Linked DNA regions of Ovis aries: all the other regions are linked to region 2. A link is a contact called in public Hi-C data. All regions are on one chromosome and are shown on one strand. The core of a region is the stretch at or near the end of the contact, and the rest is flanking DNA. Distances in the headings are between cores, read along the strand shown. Region 1 has its middle 540 kb from the start of NRP1. Region 2 holds the start of NRP1 (neuropilin 1). Region 3 overlaps PARD3 (par-3 family cell polarity regulator). Region 4 overlaps PARD3 (par-3 family cell polarity regulator). Region 5 overlaps PARD3 (par-3 family cell polarity regulator).

Evidence for each region. A called contact is a pair of places that touch in the nucleus more often than the background predicts.
Region 1: a Hi-C map of tail adipose tissue shows a contact between it and region 2, with 2.4 times the contacts expected there. The contact joins the enhancer-like site here to the promoter of NRP1 in region 2. A contact is called at or near these places in 2 of 16 Hi-C or Micro-C datasets (muscle and tail adipose tissue).
Region 3: a contact with region 2 is called in a Hi-C map of mixed tissues, with 3 times the contacts expected there. The contact joins the enhancer-like site here to the promoter of NRP1 in region 2. A contact is called at or near these places in 3 of 16 Hi-C or Micro-C datasets (mixed tissues, omental adipose tissue and skin fibroblasts).
Region 4: a contact with region 2 is called in a Hi-C map of liver, with 4 times the contacts expected there. The contact joins the enhancer-like site here to the promoter of NRP1 in region 2. A contact is called at or near these places in 7 of 16 Hi-C or Micro-C datasets (hypothalamus, liver, mesenteric adipose tissue and 3 more).
Region 5: a contact with region 2 is called in a Hi-C map of liver, with 4 times the contacts expected there. The contact joins the enhancer-like site here to the promoter of NRP1 in region 2. A contact is called at or near these places in 2 of 16 Hi-C or Micro-C datasets (liver and omental adipose tissue).

Annotation. Positions count from the first base shown.
Region 1 is chr13:18,422,487-18,425,186 of ARS-UI_Ramb_v3.0, forward strand. No RefSeq gene overlaps it. Among named protein-coding and RNA genes, the nearest start is that of NRP1, 540 kb to the right of the region's middle. Within about 2 kb of position 1,450, at least 3 of the 54 cell types and tissues checked have an H3K27ac peak or open chromatin away from gene starts, as enhancers often do. A contact at or near this core is called in tail adipose tissue, where this site is marked.
Region 2 is chr13:18,965,965-18,968,664 of ARS-UI_Ramb_v3.0, forward strand. It overlaps NRP1 (neuropilin 1), which reads left to right and starts at 1,366. Exons shown (of 17, transcript XM_027976579.3): 1 at 1,366-1,919. The coding sequence starts at 1,847.
Region 3 is chr13:18,315,278-18,317,977 of ARS-UI_Ramb_v3.0, forward strand. The region is part of intron 21 of PARD3 (par-3 family cell polarity regulator); the gene reads left to right. Among named protein-coding and RNA genes, the nearest start is that of PARD3, 500 kb to the left of the region's middle. Within about 2 kb of position 1,409, at least 4 of the 54 cell types and tissues checked have an H3K27ac peak or open chromatin away from gene starts, as enhancers often do.
Region 4 is chr13:18,377,555-18,380,254 of ARS-UI_Ramb_v3.0, forward strand. The region is part of intron 22 of PARD3 (par-3 family cell polarity regulator); the gene reads left to right. Among named protein-coding and RNA genes, the nearest start is that of PARD3, 560 kb to the left of the region's middle. Within about 2 kb of position 1,272, at least 6 of the 54 cell types and tissues checked have an H3K27ac peak or open chromatin away from gene starts, as enhancers often do. A contact at or near this core is called in liver and tail adipose tissue, where this site is marked.
Region 5 is chr13:18,295,618-18,298,317 of ARS-UI_Ramb_v3.0, forward strand. All of the region lies in intron 21 of PARD3 (par-3 family cell polarity regulator), which reads left to right. Among named protein-coding and RNA genes, the nearest start is that of PARD3, 480 kb to the left of the region's middle. Within about 2 kb of position 1,289, at least 3 of the 54 cell types and tissues checked have an H3K27ac peak or open chromatin away from gene starts, as enhancers often do. A contact at or near this core is called in liver, where this site is marked.

The DNA.
Region 1 (2,700 bases), core at 200-2,699, 540 kb before region 2:
GAACAAGACATTGAGAACACTGGGACTCAACACTCCCTTAGAGAAGCTAGGACCTTCAAGTCATAATTTTCACAAAGCTAACCTGATAGGATCTATAGATAGCCAAGTGTTTAAATTAAATCCAACTCAGTCAAATGTATCTAGAGAATCCCTCAAAGAGATGCTGAGAGAAGTGATTGATAAGGTCTGATGGAGATTCTTAACAGAGCTGATCTTCAGACTGGTGTGGAGAGCAGACCCTGACAGCTGTGAAGTTGGCCAGCTCATGATCAAGTGTTTGTTCTGTGTGTGAACCAGCTCTCCATGGATGGACAGGGTCAGTCAGTGGGCACAGGTGCCCGAGTGAGCTGGTCCAGCAGGAAGGACTTGCCCTGGACATGCCCACATTGCCAGTCTTATAGACTGGAAAGTCCAGGGATATTTTCTTGTCCCTATGGTCTGAATATTTGATGCACCACCTGGAGACTTATCTATGATGGAAAGATCATGTAATGGGAAGACTGGAAAATCAGCTTCATATGTTTTTTTCTATTGCTCAAGAATAAACACAGGAACCCACCAAACAGCTGATGGTTATCTACCATCACTAATTTGGGTTCAGAAATATCTCTTCCACGGGCCAGCTCTCAAAACTCTACCTTTCTGTCATTAGACAATACTTTCAGTGTTAAGATATCGAAGGCACTACCTAGGTCGTGGAACCAAATCTTGATACTTCACTGACCCTGTAAAGTCAGTCAAAAGTGAAAGTGTCAGTCGCTCAGTCATGTGCAACACTTTGGGACCCCATGGACTGTATGTAGCCTGTGTCCTTGGGATTTCCCGGGCAAGAATGCTGGAGTGGGTGGCCAGTCCCTTCTCCAGATCCAGGGATGGAACCTGGGTCTCTTGCATTGCAGGAAGACTCCTTACTGTCTGATCCACAAGGGAAGCCCAAAGCCAGTCAAGGCGGGCCCCAGAACAACAGCACAAGCAATGGTTTTTGGTCTGGGGGAAGGAAGGAAAGGCATATAACTGGGTCTACAGGAAACCAGCTTCCCAGACAGATGTTACAAAATATCGTCATCTCTGGAACAGTTGGCTTCCTGCTGGCCTGCCGTGGGCTGGGCAGCTCCCTAGGTCACCCTGTGGCAGAAACTGAAGAAAACTTTGTGGAGTTGACCTGCACCCCCTCCCCCGCCTCCTCCCCCACCCATCTCCCTGAGTGTTTCTTGGCTTGGGGTACACCCTGTGCATTAGTGGTGGGTAGATTTTGCCATGAGAGTGCTTTAGAAATATACATGAACTCAAGGCATCGCATCCTGAGCAGGAAATGAGAACTGAGGTGAGGGATGAAAGCTCTTTTGGAAGGAGAGAGCATTCCCGCAGCTGTCTTAGACCTGCCAAGCCCCGTGTTGTTCTCGGAGCGGATGACAGGACTGATCACGTGTGACTCTGCTCAGAGCCGACGCCCCCACAGGAAAATCTGCCGTGGCTCTAAGTGTTGGAGTTTGGTAACATTTTGCCCTTGGGGTTTGTGTGAAGCGGAAAATCATGCAAAATCTTTTTTAGCCTTGGCTTCTGTGACTCTGTGGAATCTAGGCAGCAGTGCTGAGAATCCAGGGAAAGAAAGAAGAGCTGAGGCAGCGAAGCCTGGGGTGAGGGCGAGGGGAGGGCGGGATGAGGCACAATAGAATTTATTGGGGACTCTGCTCAGCTGTTCACTTTTGTCTCTGAGATCTGAAGTAAGGAACTTTCTCAATGCACTGATGACTTGGATCTGAGAGAGAGAGAGTTATTGGTGGTGTTTCGAAAACAGCTTTGAACGAGAAGGGAGGGGGTATGGATGTATCATTGTCTGAGCGTTTTCAACCTTGTCTTGTTAATAACGCTTTGGCGTTTTCCCACCCCGTTAGGAACAGTGGACTAATAGGACAACATTTCATTTGAATTGTCCTCTCTATTTTTTGTAATCATAGGATGGGAAAATCTCAAAGGCGGAGAACTGCAGCTCTGGGATGGTCTGCATGCTTGAGGCTGGGGCAGCGATGCCCAGTGGGTACCCCAACTCCATCTGTGACGCTGCTGTATGGATGAGACATACACTGAATTTGTGGCAGATGGCCAGACTGCTCTCAGGGTTCAGAGGGAATATATGGATATTTACATATACACAAACATGCCTGGAGCAGCTGCCTGTCCCTGTGTCTCTAGTGAAATCAGAGACAGGGTCCCCAGGTCAGCAGCCCTGGGCCATTGCCACTGCCTCCCCGCAGTTCCTTCTGACAGCACGTTCAAGGTACAAGTCCCGCAAGGACCGTCCCCTGAGGGTCCGGGGAGCTGTCCTTCACTCTGTGATCACACAATCTGGTGCAGTTGGAGAGACAGATAGGAGATAAGGCGAGTTAGTGAGCAAGTAGAGTTATTGATCTCGGTGAATTTGAGACTCCAAAGAATGTAACCAGTTGCTCTGTCCAGCACCTTGATTAAAACTAAGATCAGTCAAAATGACCCGATGTCCCTTCCATTCTGCTGCTTTCTTCCACACTAGTGTAGTTTGATGTTAAATGATCTGATTAAAAAATAATAGGTGACAGGAAACCATGGAGAAAAGGGACTTTTATCTAGGATTGAATATAAATGAGACAAATTGACAAGGCTTGTACTCATGAATTTAATATAATCTACATGTAACCTGCTACAGGAAAGATTTTTAAGATG
Region 2 (2,700 bases), core at 116-2,615:
CCAAAACCTTTGACCAGAGTCTTCCTGCCAACATTCCTAAATCTCTTTTGCCAGCTCTTTGCGCCAGGTAGGACTAAGGCTCTGCTTTCGGGTGTGTGCAGAAACGCCGTTCCCAGAAGGCGGCTGACCTTTTCACCTTCCCCACGAACTCCTTCGGAGGGGTCCCTGGGCATTTACCTTCTCAAGGGCCTGATCCGTAGCCAAAACCTGTTTGGTCCCTGAAATGTCCTTGCTATTCCTATCTGCAGAGGCTTTCTGCAGCACTTCCCGGAAAACCCTTCGGGGACCGAACTGGGGGGCATCCAGAGCCCACTGAGGACGCGCTGCAGTGGGAGGCGGGGGTGGGCCGGCGTGACAACCGCCTGTAGCCGGAGCGGGCACCGTGAGAGCCCGGCCAAGAGCAACACCCCGCCCCCGCCCCCGCCACTGTTCCTGCTCCCCGGTGATGCACAGGAGCCCCGACCGCTGGACCCCTCATTTCCAAACCCCGAGCACCTGGGCTCCGAATAAGCCGGCTGGGTGGGGTCGGGCAACGACTGCCCCCTAGCTGGAAGGCTCACCACCTTCCACCCTTCGGCGTCCCCTCTGGCCGGGAGAAGAGGACATCAGATCTTCGGCAACAATGGAGCCCGCGGCGCGCGGCAGACACCCGGGCTCGCCAGGCGCCCAGCCGCGCGCCCCGATACGGGGCAGGCAGGCCGGGCGGGGCTGCAGCACAGCCTAGTCTGCGTGAGTCTACTGACTCGGCTCTGCGTGGCAGCGATACTGCCGACTCTCGCCCGGCTCCGGGGTGCGTCCCCAACCCCAGCCCCTTTCCTCGGCCCCTTCGGGCCTGATCCGCAACGTCCAGGGGCGCCCTGCTGCTCCTGCCCCAGGTCACGACCCCAGGTCACGTCTCGGGCGCCTCCCGAGGGTTTCGGAGTTGGGAGAAGCAGCCGCCACCTCCCGGGCGCGCTGCCTGTCTCCGGCGGCCGACCCCCCAAAATCTTAGCGGAACTGCCCGCTCTCCCCCGGGGGCCCGAGCGAGCATGCCGAGATGGGCTAGCCCGACCCTGGCGCTGCCACCGACCTCGACGCCCGGTACCCCCGCAAACACATCCGGCACTCGGCCCTGGGCACGGAGTCCCGGCGCCTCCCTGCCGGGGAAGATCCCAGCAGGGCTTGTGGGAGAGACGGACAGACGGACGGGGAACGTTCAGGGAGAGAAACTTGTTCCTCCCCGTCTCTTGTCAGGCAATCGCTGGCGAGCCTGTGCGGGGAGAGGGGCGGGGGGAAGCGAGGGAAGGGCTCCAGAAGGGGAGGGGAGGAGGCAGTGGGGGAGGCGGGGGTGCAGTTGGTGAAACTCCTTCGTCTCCCGCTCATCTTTTCATTGCTTGCTCCTCTTCGCGCAGACACCCCGACCTCCCTTGGGCGCCAGCTCCCCGGATCCAACGGGTCCAGAATCAAGCCGGATTTTTTTTTTTTTCTTTCTTTCTGGAAATTGGCGTTGGTGTGTGTTTCTCTACGTCCCTCCTCCCCCTCCCACACCCCCTACGTTTTTTTTTTTTTTTTTTTTTTTTTGAGACATGGCCCGGGCAGCGGCTCCTGGAAGAGGAACAAGTGTGGGAAAAGAGAGAGGAAACCGGAGCTAAATGACAGGATGCAGGCGACTTGAGACACAAAAAGAGGAGCGTTTCTCTCGGATCAAGGCATTGCCTCAACGCTTTTCTTTCTCCAAAACGGTCTGAGGATTTTACAGCTCCGGGAGGAGTGAAAGCGCTCCGGATCGTGGAGATCGCCCCGGTGCTCTGTTTTCCCCGCACGTTCGGTTCTCCCGCGTTCGCCCCGGAGACCTGGCGAAGGGAGGATGGAGAAGGGGCTGCAGCTCCTGTGCGCCGCGCTAGCCCTGGTCCTCGGCGCGGCCGGCGCTTTTCGCAACGGTAAGTGACAGGCGGAGGCGCGCGGCCGCGGGGGTGAACCCGGTTCCCGGCTGCCCGCTCCGAGCTGCCGGGACCCACCGGGGAGAGCCGCCTCCCGGTGAAGGAAACTTTTAGCCAGACGGAGAAATAAAGAAATAAGATTAGTCGTTGTAGGTAGGGCAGGGAGATTTCACGTCCTCTGACTCCCTCCTGAAGTTGGTTGTTTGGCCATGGGGTTTTTCCCACCTCTGCTACGAGGCTGAGCGCCCTACCTTCCCAGATCAGCGCACCAATTATCTTAATAATGTTTCCTCCCCAAGGCAATTAGAGGAGACTCCCTTTCAAAAATATGATGGCTGTTGAAAGTTAATGAACACTTTACCGGGAGCACTTCCTGATTCTCCGACAGCTCCCCAGAACTGATTCCTCTGGTGGGTGCCCGCAGGAGATAGCGGTTTGCGGGTGGGTGTTAGTCCCTCCTCCGCTTTTTCAAACCAGCCCTGCTCCGTCTGGAGTATGAATGAAAGTTATATCGTGTCAATAAAGGAATCTGATACACACGCTGTAAGGCACCAGGATATGTGAAAATCCCCTAACCTAGTTGCAGCTTCCACTTAGCTTTTAAAACCACTCAGTGTTAAGTAAATGGAAGACCGTGCTGGGTTAGAAGCAGTATCCTGTAACGTAAATAATGTGTTTTAAAATGGGATCTGGTTGTAGGCATGTTCAACTTACACTGTAAAGTAGGTGGAAGCAAGGGGGCGGGTGACATTATCTTTACAGTAAGTCTTCAGCAATTATT
Region 3 (2,700 bases), core at 159-2,658, 650 kb before region 2:
GAATGTCTGGCTTGGAGTTAGTATTACATGGAATACTAAGAGAAACAAAGTCCTGCTTCTGGCTGCAGGAAGTCACAGTCCTGTTGGGAAGGGTTGGAGAGAGAGGGGAGACATCAAATGTGAAGGCTACAGGAGAAAGGAGCTGACCCCAGAAGGGCAAGGCTGGCGGGGAGGCAGATGGCTGAACCCTCAATATCCGGCGGAGAGGCGGGGGGTCACATGGGCCTTTGAAGTGGATGTTGCTTATGTGTTTCCCCTTCCCCACTCCCTGCCCAGCGGTCCCACTCAGTGTTCCCTGGGGATAGTAACTCACTCTAGGCTGATCAGAGGGAAACTGAGGCATAAAATCTGGGGCCAGCCACAGTCTCTGGGATGGCTTCTTCCAGAAAGCCTCTCAGACTTACCAGTGGAGGCCAGGGGACCACACTGAGCTGTGACTGAGGGTCAGACCTCATGTTCCAACTTAAACAAGCAGATCCATGTGGGAAGGTCGTTCTGACGGACGTGCTGGTGAGGAGCCGGTGTCTGGGAAAGCTGTAACCGATCTCCTTGAACATCCCTGGCCCGCTCCACCTGCATTTCTTCTCTCCTGTGATCTCTTCCTCCATATCATCAGTTGAGTTAGAGTGCGAGAGGCTGACCCCTCTCCACTGCTCCCTGGAGAACAAGCTCCTGGGTCCAAGTCTGGGACATGCACCTTGACCAGCTCTGTGTTATTAGGCCTGTCACCCACTCCTTGGAGGCAGAGCTTCCCTATCTGTTGAGTGGGTGTAGTACTTGTGGGTTTGTTGTGAGAGTTAAATGAGCTCATCGTAAAGCACTTTCAAAACTGGGAATGTCTACCATGGAATAGATGATATGTACACACGTGTGTATGTAATATGATAGGTAAGGAGATATTTTACCCTTTCAATCTTAACTGTTCCTCCTCACCTCCTCTGGAGCCTGTCAACGTTCCCATTAACTGTTCTGGTTCTGAGATGAAGCCCTGAGTGGGAGTTGTGGCCACTGCTTGCCCTTGTCACGTCCTTCCATGGCTGAGTTCCATAGGAGAGTTCAATAAATATCCTGCGAAGGAAGCATTCCTTACAGTGATCCTTTTCTTTCCCTTTGCTCCTGTTTCTGTTTTTAACATACAAAAAGACTCATGTAAATCCTTTTCCCCTTCCTCTAGCATGTTTGGAGACCTCTACGGCAGCGTGCCCTAAAGTTGTGTTAGAATGACATGATAGAAAAGAGTGTTTTTCAGTACTAAGGAATGGAATTCTCAGAGACCAATAAAAGTTGCCAAAGGTATTTGAGGATCAAGACCCAGGGTAATGCTTACATAACCTCCCAACTGTTTTCCTAGGTCTAAAGTGAAAATAACAGAGATAAGGCAGAGAGTACATGTGTAAACACGATATATGAACGGCTCCTCCAATCTACATAGCAAAATAAACCAGGGGTCTAGGCCCTAAAAGCGATGCCATGGTGGTGGTGGCCTGCTCCCCTTATTCCAGAGGAGGGGCTGTGGCAGGTACAAGCAGCGTGTGTTTAAACAGGACCGAGAGACACTGCAAAACATTCAAGGGCAGAAAGTGGCAATAAATACTTCCCGCGGTTGGAGTGGCTGGAGACCTTGAGGTGAGCAGAATGTAATCACTCAAAGTGGAATTTGGCCAGGGCCTCCTGAGTCTACCAGGGGACACTGCGAACTTTCCAGAAAACCAAGACCTCCGTCTTATCTCCTCCCAGTGAAGAGAAGGGGAGAGCTGAAATTCCTTTCTGGAAGTGAGATTTGCTCTCCATGATGAGTTCTGATCTTTTTCGCAGGCTTCGAGCCTGAGAACCAAAATAGGAACCTGAGTTCCAAAATAGGTCCCCTAGGAAAAAAAAAAAAATTAAAAATCCACAAAGGCCTGCTCAGGGTGATGTGCAGAAGTTGGTGATCTAGGTTGTAAATCCACAACCCACTTCACAGAGGAAGACTTAGACAGGGAGACTTGGTTGTCTTCTAAGGCATGAATGAGTGCTCTGGGCAATCTGCCCCTGTGGAAAACAGAATAATGCTAGTAATTTGCATTTATATAATACCCCTCGGCTTGTGGATCTACAAGCACTTTGCAAACATTAATTAATTCTCTAAACCCCCTATGAGCCAGAGGGTGCCTTCAGTAACCAATCACAAAGGAGGGCCAGAGATTCACGCCAGGGTGAATATCCAAGTCAGTCCAGCTCTGCTGGTTTGGGAGCCAGGGAGGTTGTGTGGAATTTTTAGGAGAAAGAACCACAGACGTAGAATGTGGATCAGCCTGAGTGGGGAATAAACCTGGATTTTATGACTGCGTTGAGGAAGGCCTGTCCACTAACAATTCAATTTCTGTCCTGCGACTCCAGGCATTTGTCAGGAAGTGTGCCGGGTGGTTGTTTCACCTCTTGCTGTTCCTTCTTCATGATCCAAACTCTGCTTGTACTTGGTTTAAAACCTAAGAGTAGGGATCTGGGCTTAGCTCACCTTGGCTCAGTATAGGAGGATGGGCAGCAGCTGGACCATACAGGAAGTCAGTATTTCCCTAGATGTTTTATTTATTTATTTATTGCCACACTGCGTGGCTTGTGGGATCTTCATTTCCTGACCAGGGATTGAACCTGGGCCCTGTATCACCTGGATGGGTGGGTAATTTTGAAGTGCTTGAGAGCTGGTTATAGCAGTTGTTT
Region 4 (2,700 bases), core at 22-2,521, 590 kb before region 2:
TTCCAGCATATTGTGTAAGAGATAATCATGTATTTACTTCTGTCTTACAACCTCTATCATTATTATGGCCGTGGCAACCTTGGCTATTTTTTTTCCTTAAAAGGTCATTGCTTGTCACCCGTTTCATCGCAAACAAGGCCAGGGTTATTTATAATTTGCTGTCTTAAAACAGAGCTGCTGTCTTGTTATCTGGTGAATCTCTAGAATCATTACAATGATGCTTTGCCTGTGTGTTTCCCCATATAGATACTGCTTTGTCACTGTAGTTGCCGTTTTATCTGAAAACATTCCCTTCTCTGAGGGGTAACACATGATCTCTTTCTTCATTTCTGTCTTTATTTTTGTGATTTTGGACTCTAGATATTTCTATTTCTGCTGTTTCTGTTTCTGTTCTATTCTCTTTCTGCCATTGGGATGGAAACCACAAAACCCCAGTGTCTTAAAGTCAGGGTTCCTGGTGGTAATACTGTTTCCACAATTCACATTTTTATGAGATCTTCATTGAAATCATGAATCCGATTATTTTTGATGCAGCCTAAGTAGAGAATGGGCCAGGACAAACTTCTTTCACTGTTGCTCTGGGTCCATCATGCGCACAGTCTCCCTGGATATCTGTGGCCCAGTCAACTTTCATCCTAAAGATAAGGGTGATTCTTTCTAATAACCTATTCTTTCACACACTCTGAAAAGAGAGAGTAAAATATTAATAGCAAGGCTAGGGTGTGTATTTCATCAGAGTGAAGCAAACAATGAAATCTGTCAGTTTGCTGATTCCAGACTCCTTCCCTCATTCTAAGTTTTCAGATCCCACTCGATGATAATTTCATTACTGGGATTCATCCAGATGCACTGAGCTATGCCACTGATAAGGTTGGAGGTGAACAGTCCCAGAAAACACACAGTGGAGGAAACAAAAGCCCTTCAATTTTTTTTCTTCCCTCCATCAGTATCATATTTTCAGGACTCTGGGAGAAGCAACTTAAAAATACACCTGAAATTTCTACAAGACCTTGCATTTTCTTTTCACAGCTCCACAAGCAGCGTGTCATAGAACAGCATGAGCTTGAAAAGCTGGTTAGTAAATCTTGCAGCAGAATGCCAGGTCTTTCAAGACTGTTTGACACATGTGTGTAGCTTAGACTGAGTGTAAATGAAATGAAAATGGGGTTCTTTTTGAAGGCATATTTTCTTGCTTCGCTTTTCCTGTCCACTGGCCCTTCCCCGGGCTCCCCACCAACAACAGATCACCACAGCACTGTTCTGGGCCAGCCTCATCCAGGGTCACGGAAGAAACTGTTTGTCTCCTTAATGTTGTTGGCGAACAATTGCTTCATGCTTTGTTTGCATAAGCAGAACTCATTCGGCAACATGTTTTCTTTGCTGAAGGCACCACGGATGTTATTTGAACCGTGTTGTGGAGTGTGTCTCCGAATACACATTTGTTCCAATGTGTGTGGTTATAAACATCCACTAGTAGAGACTGGGGTATCGTAAAGTCTAATCTCTTCACATATTATTTTTGTATCGGGATATTTTTAATATGCTTGCTGACGATGCCCATATGCTTTGAAATTTTGTCCTGCATATTGCTTCATTATTGCTTACCAACAAATGGGATATGCTGGCTAGGCAGAAGGGGACAATAGAGGTTACTGCCTTTCTCTTTGCACAAAAGCCACCAGAGGAACCACTCTTTAAGGAACAAGCCTACATGTTATCTTTCCAGACTCCAAATGAGTGCTGAGACTCTTATTTTAGAAAGTGATTATCGAGTCTAAGTCTGCTATTGGCTTTCAGCTCTAAAAAAAAAAATCAATAACTTGTTTATCACAGACATTCTTCGTTTGGAATAAATCTATTGCACAATGTTGCATAACACAAAGAGGACAGAGGTTGACGAGTGCCAAAAAGGGTTACTTAAGAGTGCGTGCCATTGATGGCTATGATCAACCTTTGTTGGGTGTTTGTAAAGTTAGAGGCATCGTTGCCTGTTTTGAGTGGAGCTGCTTTCAAAATGTACCATCATAAAGGCAAGCTCAAAGCCAATGGCAGAAGCTAAAGCAGGCACAATGGCCCAGCACCATACACTCCCCCAGTATCTGGTTTCGTTCAGTGGCAGCTATCAGCAGCCGACCTGCTGCATGAAGTGTTTAGCCAGAAGGATTGACTGTTTCTCTGTAGCATATAATTAACCTGGGTAAAAATGCCGTTTCTTAATAACTGAGGCAAAGTGTATTATTTCACAACCAGTTCCAGGAGCTATTAGCTTGCAGATTTATTCTTTGGATAAGCTATTCTGTTTGCATGTGGCTGCCACGGTAGACCTGAATATGGTGAACTGTGCCTGATGCTGCTACTGCTGCTAAGTCACTTCAGTCGTGTCCAACTCTAACTCCTTAGTTGTCTAAGAAACTGCTGCTGCTGCTAGGTCGCTTCAGTTGTGTCCGACTCTGTGTGACCCCATAGACAGCAGCCCACCAGGCTCCCCCATCCCTGGGATTCTCCAGGCAAGGACACTGGACTGGGTTGCCATTTCCTTCTCCAATGCATAAAAGTGAAAGTGAAGTCACTAAGTCATGTCCGACTCTTCACGACCCCATGGACTGCGGCCCACCAGGCTCCTGTGTCCATGGGATTTTCCAGGCAAGAGTAATGAAATGGGGTGCCATTGCCTTCTCCGGGTGAACTGTGCCTCAGGTC
Region 5 (2,700 bases), core at 39-2,538, 670 kb before region 2:
TTTTGATAAATATCAATTGGAAATTCCCATAAGGTTTACTGTGTATCTCTAAAGAGTGTGCTTTGGGGAATTTGTAAAAAAAAGGGGAAGAATCATCTTTTCTTGGTAAAAGAAAAGGTGGAACATGCATTTAAACCTTTGGTGCCTCTAGCCTTATTTATGTAACCAGCTTTGTCCTGAGAGTGAAACTCAATCCATGGTGTCCCAGCCTGCCTTGACCTCTAACACTCTCTCCCTCTGAGGATGGGGGTGGGGGGTTGCTCTCCACCCACTCAGTAAATGCCCTTACCAGGAATTCCATGGCTGGGGTTTCACTTTTTCTATGTCCTGACTTGTTTACATTAAATTCGCTTGCAGAAAATGGGCTCCACTGCCCAGCAGTTAGTGTGAGGATTGCTTATTGAAAACACTCACCGCCCTGCTTATTTTTATTTATTACTTTTTTCTTTTTGCCCAAGAGTTGCAAAACAAACAACCATCTTAATGAGAAATAATCAGAAGACCGAATCTTAATGAAGTATAAATCCCTCTATAAGATAAAGGGGGAGGATATAGGAGCAAATTGCTAATGTGAGCTTCATCAGTCTTGTTCCTCCAGTTAAACTGTAAGCAGAGAGAACTTACCTGCCGGACTCTCCCAGCAAGCACACCTGTGAGCACTCAGACACCACAGCAGATGGTGGCTTCAAACTGGGTGCAGGGCGAGGGAGGGCTAGATGCCTCTTGGTTGATGAATCTGCGTAGCCTCCTGCATTGCTCCTCCTGACTTATACAGAGATATCACAAGTTTTCTCTGATCTCGGGGAAACTTCCTCCAGTAAGGTCCCTGATCTCAGGGGAACTTCCTACAGTATCATACAAATGGGACAGGCCTGGACCTCAGCAGGGTCCCGGTAGCAGAGGGAGAAGGCATAACCAGGGCATTAGGGGCTCACTCAGGGAAAGTGTCACCTGTCTTCTGCTTTCCGACTCCGCTGGATCTGCTGATCTGTCAGGATCTTGCCAACTGCAGGCGCTAACTAGTTTCACGCCCCATGTACTAAGGGTTTCTCTTGTGGCTCAGCTGGTAAAGAATCCGCCTGCAGTGCAGGAGACCTGGGTTCGATCCCTGGGTTGGCAAGATCCCCTGGAGAAGGGAATAGCTACCCACCTCAGTATAATGGCCTGGAGAATTCCACGGACCAGTCCATGGGGTCGCAAGAGGCGGACATGGCTGAGCGACTTTCACTTCACTTCCACATACTAAAGGTCTGCGAGTTACAGCCAGGGGGCGCTAGAGCGCTTGACCAGCCAGCCTGCAATTCCCTCGCTGTCTCTGGGCCGTCAGGTAGGCACACCTCGGTCCTTCTCAGGCACAGCCACCTCTCACACTTGCTTCTCGACCAGCCCCCTACTTCTGTCTGAGACTGAGTGTCCAGTGAGATGCTGTGTGGGGTTGAAGGTCAAGCTGTGCATCCGTGCACGCGTCTCTCCATCATCTTGCCCTCCCTCTCACTCCACCCTCCACCAGGACTGCCCTTCCTCCCACGCTCAGCATCAGTCCTCAGCCACCGTCCCCTGGGGTTTGATGACAGCAGCTCACCCAGCCCAAGGGGTGGGAAACTCTATCCAGAGCAAGTGCCCCAGGGTGCTGCCTCCTTCCAGTCCAGGTAGCCACAGAAGAAAACAGGCAGAGAGTCCTTGCAATCTGCAGCTTTTTCTGGACCCCAGATGAGGTTTAAAAAGTGGGGAGCCCTGAAGAACAGTATCAGGAGGTGAGTCCTTGCTTTTCTCCAGGACCCAGTCCCTGCTCCCTTCATGGCTTTACCCTGACTTTGCCTTCTGTGTCTGGTTACCCTCTTTCCCTGCCTGTTCCCTTGCTTCCTTAGGACTTGGCATCCTTCTCCAAAATCCAGGCCCTTGCATGTGACACCTCACCAGAGGCCTATATGATGAATGTTCGTGGACTTCCTTCTGAAAACTGATCTAGGGAATAGAGCTGGAAGAGTTTTTGTTCTTAACAACAACGACAACAAAGTTAAAAAAAAAAAAAAACTACAGAAAGATTTGAATGCACTATTAACTGTTTTCTAATACTTTGAAAAGTTTTTCCTCATTTACACCCAGCCTATGAAGCATTTCAAGAGAATTTAGGCCAGCATAGGAATATTTTAAACTTGAGTTCAGATGTCAATATAACAGACTAAATATAGTCAGATTAGGCAAGTTCAACACAAAGGTTTCTCAGCTCCTGCTGATATTCACCTGAAAGTTCTAATGGCTTCAGCCTCAGATGATCTTAATTGAGAAATACAAAGATCAAAGTCTTTTTCCATTGTTAAATATGTAACACCCTAATTGATTTCACTGGAGCCCTGAGGCTGCTGTTGATGAAATGTGCTTATGATGCAAAGGTTTATAGTATGTTGTTTTCCAATTTTTTTTAAAGATGATTGTCCCCAGACTCAAATTATGCCTTACATTTGCCTTAATAAAGCTGGTACAATCATTATGCTTAATTATGGTTGACTGTCTAAAACTGCCTTTCCCTTGAGTCACTGAAAGTTTTATTGGAGTTCTTTAATATGATTGTAAAAATTAACAAACTTGTACCTAGATATAAGAGAAGCAGATCCAAAATTTGCCAAACAAGCAATTGTTCTTTGTATAAAGTTACATATTTCTGACTATATGCCAGAAATATAGGTGGCATGAGTTGGA